Regions from separate parts of the Mus musculus genome. Here regions 2 and 3 are each linked to region 1. A link is a contact called in public Hi-C and capture Hi-C data. All regions are on one chromosome and are shown on one strand. Each heading gives the region's core, a stretch centred on a gene start, on an enhancer-like site or on the middle of the called end of the contact. The rest is flanking DNA. Distances are from core to core; before and after follow the strand shown.

Region 1 (2,702 bases), core at 124-2,623:
AGTTTTGCTTTTAATCATCTCCAAGTCCTGTCTTGAATTTGGAGAGATTGGTGTTTTAAAAATATTTCCTTCTTTTAAACATGCTCTGGAGGCCACACAACAGTTTTCAAGGGGAAACACAGCACCCCTCTTTTCTTGAGGTCTCTTAGGGTGTTCTCAACCCCTTGCCGTTTCAAAGTTGTTTGCAGAATTGCTTTTGTGATTCAGAAGGGGGTCATCTGGGGACTTTGTCACAAGGCTGGGTACAGTCTGTGAGCCCCGAGTAGTTCAACAGCTTTCAGCTTAGGAACAGGCTCCAGGGCTACATGGTGTTTACCATGGTGATAACTGTGAACAGTTGAAATGTTTGGTATTTGTATTTCCAAAAAGGAAATATATCACCAAGAACAGAGCCCCAAACTAATAGGATGGTTTGTTGCACGTGTACATGTGTATGCATGCGTGCATATACGTGTGTGTGTGTGTGTGTGTGTGTACACCCACACGTGTGCATGTGTGTTGTGTGTTTTTTAAGCAAACCTCAGTGTGTCATACATACTCTCCTATACTTCCCCTCCCTTGTTCCATATGAGGGTGCCTTCTTATCTCACAGGGTTGTTTTGTTTTTTTTTTCTATAACAGAATGCCGCTGATGCTCTTTTTTCTATATGAACCCTGCATTTAATACTTATCCATAAGCAAAGGAACAGTATCTTATCTTGCAGATCCAGTCTGTGCTGAACCTTGCCAGTGTCCCACCTCTTTATTCTTAGAGTCTTTTCTTCCTTTATGATCTCCTGAAACAGACAATGACTTCAGAAGCCCGGTGCCTCTTCATTTAACAGAGGCCATCCTGTACAAAGCCACTACTGAGTTCAGACCACCACAATTTGTCTTTCTTAAAATCACATTGTTTTAGTTGTGTCTGCTTTATTCCCTGTGTGAAAGGAGAATGAACACAGATGAGTTTACTATGAGGTTTGTACCGCTATAGTCTGTGCACAAAATCATGCCAAAATTCCTTTTCTATGGGAGAGTAGCAGCCACAGAGCCAACGAGGTCCTCTCCGGCCCAGACCTAAGTATAATGCTGCCTGATACTGCCAGAGACGCTGTAGGGAAGGGGCTATCCGCCGGAACAGATTGCATGGGGAAGACTGGGCCCCTCTGGCTTAGCTGAGTACCAGGCTGACCATTTATCACTGTCAGAGAGGAAGGGGTGGGAGCGGGGAGTCGCCCGGCCACTCCTGCTCAGCTGCTGACTGACAGCTGACAGCATCATGTGCCACCTCCATGCAACCCATGTGCCATCAAGCGAGAGTGTAGCTACCTGCTTGGGCTGCTGACAGGTTCACAGAGAAGAAAGAAAAGATCAGCAGAGTGCTCTGGGCTGTCAGTGAACTGTGAACTGCCTGCTCTGCACAGTGCTGTGTGCAACCGTTAGTGGCAGCTGACTTCAGTGTGCACAGGAAGCGCTGGGTTAGGCTCCCAGGAAATAATATGGCTGGTGATTGGCGGAGAAGATGCCTCTGAGGTCTATGCACCTTAATTACATTCCAAGGACTCGACTGTGCTGTGAAGCTGTTATTTTAATATGCCCAAACTGATCTCTCTAACAACTATCAGGGAGAAAGTGAATAGCTTTGCATCAGCCATATACCAGGGCCATAAAGCAATGTGAACCAGCAAAGCCCAGACCCTACCACTCTTAGAAGACAAATATTTTTCAAAACAATATTAGAAGTATGATTTTTCTGTTTACCATGCATATTAAAATCTACATTGTGCTTTAGAAGTCATAAAACACTGAGACATGTTAGTATGGAAGGGACTGGTCTTGACTTACTCCTGTATGCTGGCATTTTCAACTGTTCCATTTACAAGGATCTCACTGAATCCTTTGGCTGAAACACAGATCTTAATCCATAAGGTAGCTTAATTTTAAATGCAGTTTATACTCTCAAGATTATCTGTTTTTCAATGTATGTAATATTGGATATGTGGGTGCCTGTGAGTTTGCAGCATGTGTGCACATGTGCCACACACATGTGCATGTAGAGGCTAGATGATGACATAGGTATGTTCTTCTATTGGTTTCCACATTGCCATTTGAGACAGACTCTGTCAGAGAACCTGCCATTCACTGATTGACTAGACTGGCTGGCCATTGTGTTCCAAGGATTTCCTGTCCCCCCTCCTCAGCACTGGTGTTACCGATGAGTGCAACCATGCTTGCTTGCTTCTTTATATAAATGCTGACCATTTGAACTCAGAGCCTTGTGCTTGGAGGGCAGGTGCTTTCCTAACTAAACTATCTCCCCTACTCCAAGGCGATCTGATTTTGATAGTCATTAGGAATTACTTGTGTTAATGGGGAGAGATTTCATGAAGTCAGGAAATTTCCATCCTACAACGTGTGCACTCCCAAGTGCAGAAGTCAGCTGCAGTGCTTCAGTGTGGTGATTATTAAAAGTATCCCCAACATGAAATGCTCTAGCTGAAAGGGATGATGATGAAATGCATTTCTTGGGGTGATGTGGTGAGCCCGGGAGCTCGGGTGCCCTGGGGGCTGCAGCAGAGCAGGGAGCTTTAAGAGCACCAGCCTGCCCTGGTGCAAGAGCTGGGGCTCATGGATATGACCAGCAGTCCTGAGGAGGGGGATGGCTGCGCGAACTGATGAAGGGTGATGACAGGGAAGACACTTCATCTTTCTCTTGTGTCACT
Region 2 (2,702 bases), core at 147-2,646, 170 kb after region 1:
AGAGGTGTTGCCTATTAAGAGTTGTTAAGTGAGCGGCTGTCTCAAAGCAGCATCCTGTGGATAGCCCTGTGGTCAGTCACCACCCTCCCGGGAAAGCAGGAGGGCTGGCTTACCCCTGACCTGCCTGCAGTGACCTAAACACCCCTGAGAGCTGCAGGCGCTTCCAGTGAGGATCTCATGCCCAGCCCCCTTGCTGCATTGGTCACCTTGACCATGAGCACCTTGAAGAAGGCTTGACCCTTGAGGTCACAGAGCCTGCTGGCTGCAAAGCCCCTCTCCTTCAGCTTACAGGTGCGGTCCTGATGGCCTCAGTGCCCTCTGGGAACTTTTTAAACACTCAGATGCTGCCTGCCCTTGACTCAGAAACCCTGGAGTGGGTCCGGAGCATGTGTGTAGTGACTCTGCACACCCTGCATGTGTTCTGGGGCTTGCTCCAATGTGACAGCCACTGCATCAGCTCACTCTGCCCACCACTCCATGGGTCTGGCTTACACGCTAACCTCATCTTAGCATTCAGACAACGCTGCAGCGGCTGAGACACCTTTTAAACCCTCACAACCCACGCCTGTCACAGCCTCCTCTTCCTGTCTCTGTCCCCTTGTACACACAATGCTTCCTACCCAGAGGGCTTCGCTTCACACCGATGTCCTTGTGATGTCCACTCTGCACTAGGTTGCCTCATAACCTTGGCGTTGGTCACTTTCCACTCCTGTCAACTGTAGAGCACTCTCTCCACCATGGCCTGCTTTACATCCTTGACCGTCCTGCCCTGCCACATTTGGCAATGTGTCACTTTTCACTATTGGACAGGTCACCTGCCTGCCCAGAGCAAGGTCAACTTCTGGGGCATTGCACATGACCTCCTGTCAACCCCATGTCCAACCTTGCTTGTAAGCTGTGGAGGCCACTGGAAAAGATTACTTAATGAGGGGGACGATTAAAATAGCAAGCCACCAGGGAGCAGATCCTAGGTCCCCTGTGCTGTTTGTCAGCTGGCCAGTCTCTGCCATTCTTATCCAGGTCCTTAACTCTTCTCATCTTACTCACAGGTGGCCTGGGCAGAAGGGGAGCCAGGGCTGGAACCGATTGCCTCAGTGCCAGGCCTGCCTTCTGGTCATTTCCTGAGCCTCCTGGTCTCCCAGCAGGAAGGCCCCCTCCTTCCTCTTCTGCTCCTACATCTACCCTAGCACCTCCCCTCCCCACCCCAAGCTCATTGATTAACCTCTACGCCCCCTAGTGGTAGCCCCTTTGTTTCCACAAGACCAAGACTTATTCTCTCATCAAAAGAACAAAGCTGTTGTTTTCTAAATGACTTGGTTAGGTCATAGGCCTAGGCTCACTGATTTTAGGGCGACCTGTGGGGGTCATCTTCATGCCTTTGTCACCCCTGTCCGTTGCAGTGACCTCTGAGCTGTTCTGTATTGCCCAAAGGACAAAGTCCAATCTTCATTACATGACAAACTGGGTTCTTTGTAATCTGACTCATGGATCACAAACCCAGCTCAAACACCTGAAAGATATATGGGAGATATTGGCTTGCCCAGAAAACAAGAGAGGCTGGGTATGCTATGAACACTAATTAGAGAATGCTAACCTGCACATGGTCACATTCAATGTCAAGCTCCAGGGAAAGAGAAACAAAACAGTAGCTGGGGCTTTTGTTAGGGATGAAGCCCAAGGTCTTGTACATGCTAGGGTCTGATGCAGAATTCCACTCCCATACCCAGTACCACGGAGCTTGACTTTGACCCCATCTTCTACTAACTGCCAACCATTCCCCAAAGCGTGCCAGCCTGACTTGAGTGACCACGTTCCCACTGGCCTACGGTGATGTTCTTTGGCTTCTCTGTTCTGTTTCCTATGATTCCTATGCCTGGAACATCTCTTTCCCATCTGGATGCTTCTTCCCCGTGCTTTTAGACTCAGTCGGAAGGGCTTCTTCTTCCTGGAAGACTCTCAAGGCTCACCTAGGAAGATGGCTAGCCTGGGGCAGGGTTGCTGCTCAGGACAGCTCCCCATTTTGCCTCCTTTTTGGGAGCACCTTGACAATTCTGTTTGGAAACATCCCAAAAGGATATCCCAGGGGGCTTGCTTATGAGAAATGCTAATTGCATGAGGCTATCAGGCTATTTACATTTAGTTGCCTTCTCCTTTTAAGACTATGTTGGTGTGTGTGTGTATGTGTATGTGTTTAATTTTTTTTTCAAACCATGACAAGAAAAGAGGGTTAGGAGAAGCCAACTCTATGTCACCCTGTAGCAGTAGTTCAGCTTATCTGTCCCCCTGGAGGCTGGGCTCATAAGAATGGAAGCACTCATTCTTCTAGAGTTGCCAGATTGAATGACATGGTGATGCACCTCACCTACCTGACTCTTAATGTTGTAGACTGTGATAGCCAGCAACACACACAAGCAGACTAGAAGCAGAAGAGATGATTTCCTTTGAGATCTGGGGACCATGGCAAGGATCCCTAGAGTGCTCTGACTGTCCTGAAGACTCAGTTACCCTGGGTCTATCTGCTCCCTACCTATCGTAGGCACTGGCCTTCTTGGGATCCTAGAGGATCAGAGGTATGTCGGCATGGTTTCAGTCAGCAAGCATGAACAGATTACTACTGGGAAAGTAGGATCTAGTTAGATAGTAGCCTTTCATCTTGGGCAGTGTCTTAGTTAGGGTTTTACTGTTGGGAGCAGACACCATGA
Region 3 (2,702 bases), core at 85-2,584, 140 kb after region 1:
AAGCATGATAGTCACTGGATTAGTCCATTTAACACTATAGCAAAATACCAGAAACAAAGTATTTAATAAAGAAATTAAGTGGACTGGAGGGGTGCCTCTGTCTGTAAAGCACTTGCCTTACAAGTTCAAGGATCTAAGTTTAGATCTAGAGAACTCCTGTGAAAGCCAGATGTGGTGGTACATGCCTCTGATTCCAGTGAGGACAAGATGGGAGGTGGATTCACAGGCCAACTAGCCTAGTCTATATGGCAATGTTCCAGGCCAGTGAGAGATGCTATCTCAAACAAAAGGCAGAAGGTGTCCAGGTATCAACCCCAGAGGCTGTCCTTTGACCTCTTCATGCATGCTATACATATGGGTCCCCACACATGCGCCTGCACACAACATGTTTCATGTGCACACATGCAAATGTGTGCATGCACACACACACACATACACACACACACACACACACACACACACACACACACACACATATATATGAAAAGAGGCATTGCTTTTGTCCATAGCGGCAGAAGTCCAAACAGCACAGCACAGGCTCTGACAGGGCTCCCCAGGTACATCTCCCACGGCAGGAGTAGATGTGTATTGTGTGCATATCTCTCTGTGTCCCTTTTCCTTTCCCTATAAAGCTACCCAGATTCAATCATGGTGGTCTCATGAATACAGTACTCTTGATTGTCAACCAGAAAGAGTTTAAAATCATCTAGGAGAAAAACTTCGGAGCGTGTCTTTTTCTAGAGAGGATGGATCAACTGAGGTGGGAAAGCCCACTCTGAGTGTGGACAGCACCATCCCAGGATCTGGGATCCAGAACTGAAGAGAAGGAAGAAGCAAGCTGAACACCAGCATTCCTCTCTCTCCACTTACTGACTGTGGATGGGAACATGACCAGCTTCGTCATTCTGCCGCCAGGCCTTCCCACCATGATGGTGGTATCCCCTCTAGAACTTGAGCTAACATAGCCCTCCCTTTTTCAGTTTGTCTTTGCTGGGCATCTAGTCTCAGAAACAAGACAAGTAACTCAGGCAGGAACCTCTGTCCTAATAACTCAGCACAGTTGGACATTTCTGCTCTCAGGACTATCAACAGTAGAGTTTATATTCATATCATAATACCTGCTTGTCCTTAATGTATGGGACAGGTCACCTTTGAGTTCTCTGTAAGAGACTCTTGGATGCTAGAATGGCAGAGTCCCCAGGATCCTCAGATGGCCCACAAGTGTCACAGACAAAGTCCAGAGTGACAAGGAAACTCAGTAAAGGCAAGGTCTCCCTTGGGCTGCTCTAACTTCTGACTTTAAAGGAAGTTGCTGAGCCTGAGTCAGGAGGCCTTGCTCAGTTTCATTTCCCCATAACCTGCTAGGACATTCGGGGCACTTTCTCCTTTTATGCAAAGTCATGAGTCACAAACCAGTAACCTTAAGTGGTCTCAGGGCTTTGGTCTTTCTTCTCCAAAGGTTGAATTTTAATGCTTTTCAAACAAACATCCTTCTGCAATTCTCTTTCCTCACCAACAGATGCTTCTGTGGAAACCATTTTGCTTTCCACTGTTTCTCAACTAGGGTTAGCCCACCTCAAGTCCTAACAAGGTTACAGGGTTGGGTAGGTCAGTCTGGGCCTGTATTGCTCTCCTCTCAGTGTCCTTGTGGCTTCTGAAGGTCAGATGTGACATCCTTGGGTGGGTAGACAGAGCAAAGCCCTTCCTGCTCTGGTGTCCTGTGAACCTGCTGGTAGGGTGCATTTCTGAGTTACATGACTCCAGACCCAGCATAGCTGCCTCTCTGAGTTAGATCCACCTCCTACTTCCATCTCCAGAGTCACCAGCTTCTCCTTTGCCAGTCACAGGGTCACTCAGGACCATCGAAGTCACTTGCCAGTCAGCCAGGCTACACGTGGTCAGTAATCAGAAGTTATCTTACTGCCCTGCCCTGATGCCAACCAAGCAGGTCTTTAAAACCACTGCACAAAACTATTGTCTCCTGTAATTCTTTGGATCTGCTCTAGAATTCCTTGACAGAACAGTTCAGCTAAACATTCTAAAGAGAATCAAATGCCCCATATGCTCTGAGACCCTGGACCTTGTCTGGAAGCCTACTCTTCGTGTGACCAATCACCCAAGTCCAAATGAGATCCTGCCTGATTCCCCTCTCTGAGCTCATCTCTCCTAAAAGATAGTGTGTCCGTAATAGTAATAGTGTTTCTGCTAACAGTAACTTTTTTGTTGTTTGTAGATGATCACAGTAAAACACAAACAAGGGAAGTAGAGAGATGTCTCCATAGTCAGGAGCTCTTGCTGCTCTTGCAGAGGACCTGGGTTCAGTTCCCAGCACCCACATAGAGTGGCTCACAGTTGCCTGTATCTCCAGCTCCAGGGAGTCTAAAGCCACTGTCCTCCAAAGCAGCAATACTCAGGTGCACATTCACATTCACATACACACTCGCATATGCACACATATGATTCTTTTTCATCTTTTTCTTTTAAACTGTGAAAGATATCCACAAAAGGCTGATGCTTCCATCTTCGTTAGAAACCTGATTAAACTCTCTTCCCTGTAGGGCATTTGCAGCCTATAGGAATACTTGGCGTGCTGGACTCCAAGACCACTTCCCACAGTAACATGACCGTTAGGGGTTACCTCACACAGCCTTATTGCATACCTGCCCTCTGGGGATCTTGAGGTCTTGGGTGGGGCCAGGGCT

The links. A called contact is a pair of places that touch in the nucleus more often than the background predicts. Capture Hi-C pulls out chosen DNA fragments and counts their contacts.
Region 2: a Hi-C map of cerebellum shows a contact between it and region 1, with 2.7 times the contacts expected there. The contact joins two enhancer-like sites. A contact is called at or near these places in 4 of 484 Hi-C or Micro-C datasets (ECoMG myeloid progenitors, cerebellum, cerebral cortex and 1 more) and 1 of 115 datasets of contacts at active chromatin or transcription factors (bone marrow-derived macrophages).
Region 3: a contact with region 1 is called in a capture Hi-C map of bone marrow-derived macrophages, with 8 times the contacts expected there. The contact joins two enhancer-like sites. A contact is called at or near these places in 5 of 484 Hi-C or Micro-C datasets (bone marrow-derived macrophages, cerebral cortex, embryonic stem cells and 1 more), 5 of 115 datasets of contacts at active chromatin or transcription factors (acute myeloid leukemia, bone marrow-derived macrophages, embryonic hindbrain and 2 more) and 1 of 9 other capture datasets (bone marrow-derived macrophages).

The regions. Positions count from the first base shown.
Region 1 is chr14:64,322,427-64,325,128 of GRCm38.p6, reverse strand. The region is part of intron 1 of Msra (methionine sulfoxide reductase A); the gene reads left to right. Among named protein-coding and RNA genes, the nearest start is that of Gm52131, 10 kb to the right of the region's middle. Within about 2 kb of position 1,373, at least 84 of the 459 cell types and tissues checked have an H3K27ac peak or open chromatin away from gene starts, as enhancers often do. A contact at or near this core is called in acute myeloid leukemia, bone marrow-derived macrophages, cerebellum and 1 more, where this site is marked.
Region 2 is chr14:64,157,180-64,159,881 of GRCm38.p6, reverse strand. All of the region lies in intron 5 of Msra (methionine sulfoxide reductase A), which reads left to right. Among named protein-coding and RNA genes, the nearest start is that of Gm52129, 41 kb to the left of the region's middle. Within about 2 kb of position 1,396, at least 10 of the 459 cell types and tissues checked have an H3K27ac peak or open chromatin away from gene starts, as enhancers often do. A contact at or near this core is called in cerebellum, where this site is marked.
Region 3 is chr14:64,184,708-64,187,409 of GRCm38.p6, reverse strand. All of the region lies in intron 5 of Msra (methionine sulfoxide reductase A), which reads left to right. Among named protein-coding and RNA genes, the nearest start is that of Gm52129, 13 kb to the left of the region's middle. Within about 2 kb of position 1,334, at least 74 of the 459 cell types and tissues checked have an H3K27ac peak or open chromatin away from gene starts, as enhancers often do. A contact at or near this core is called in acute myeloid leukemia, bone marrow-derived macrophages and granulocyte-monocyte progenitors, where this site is marked.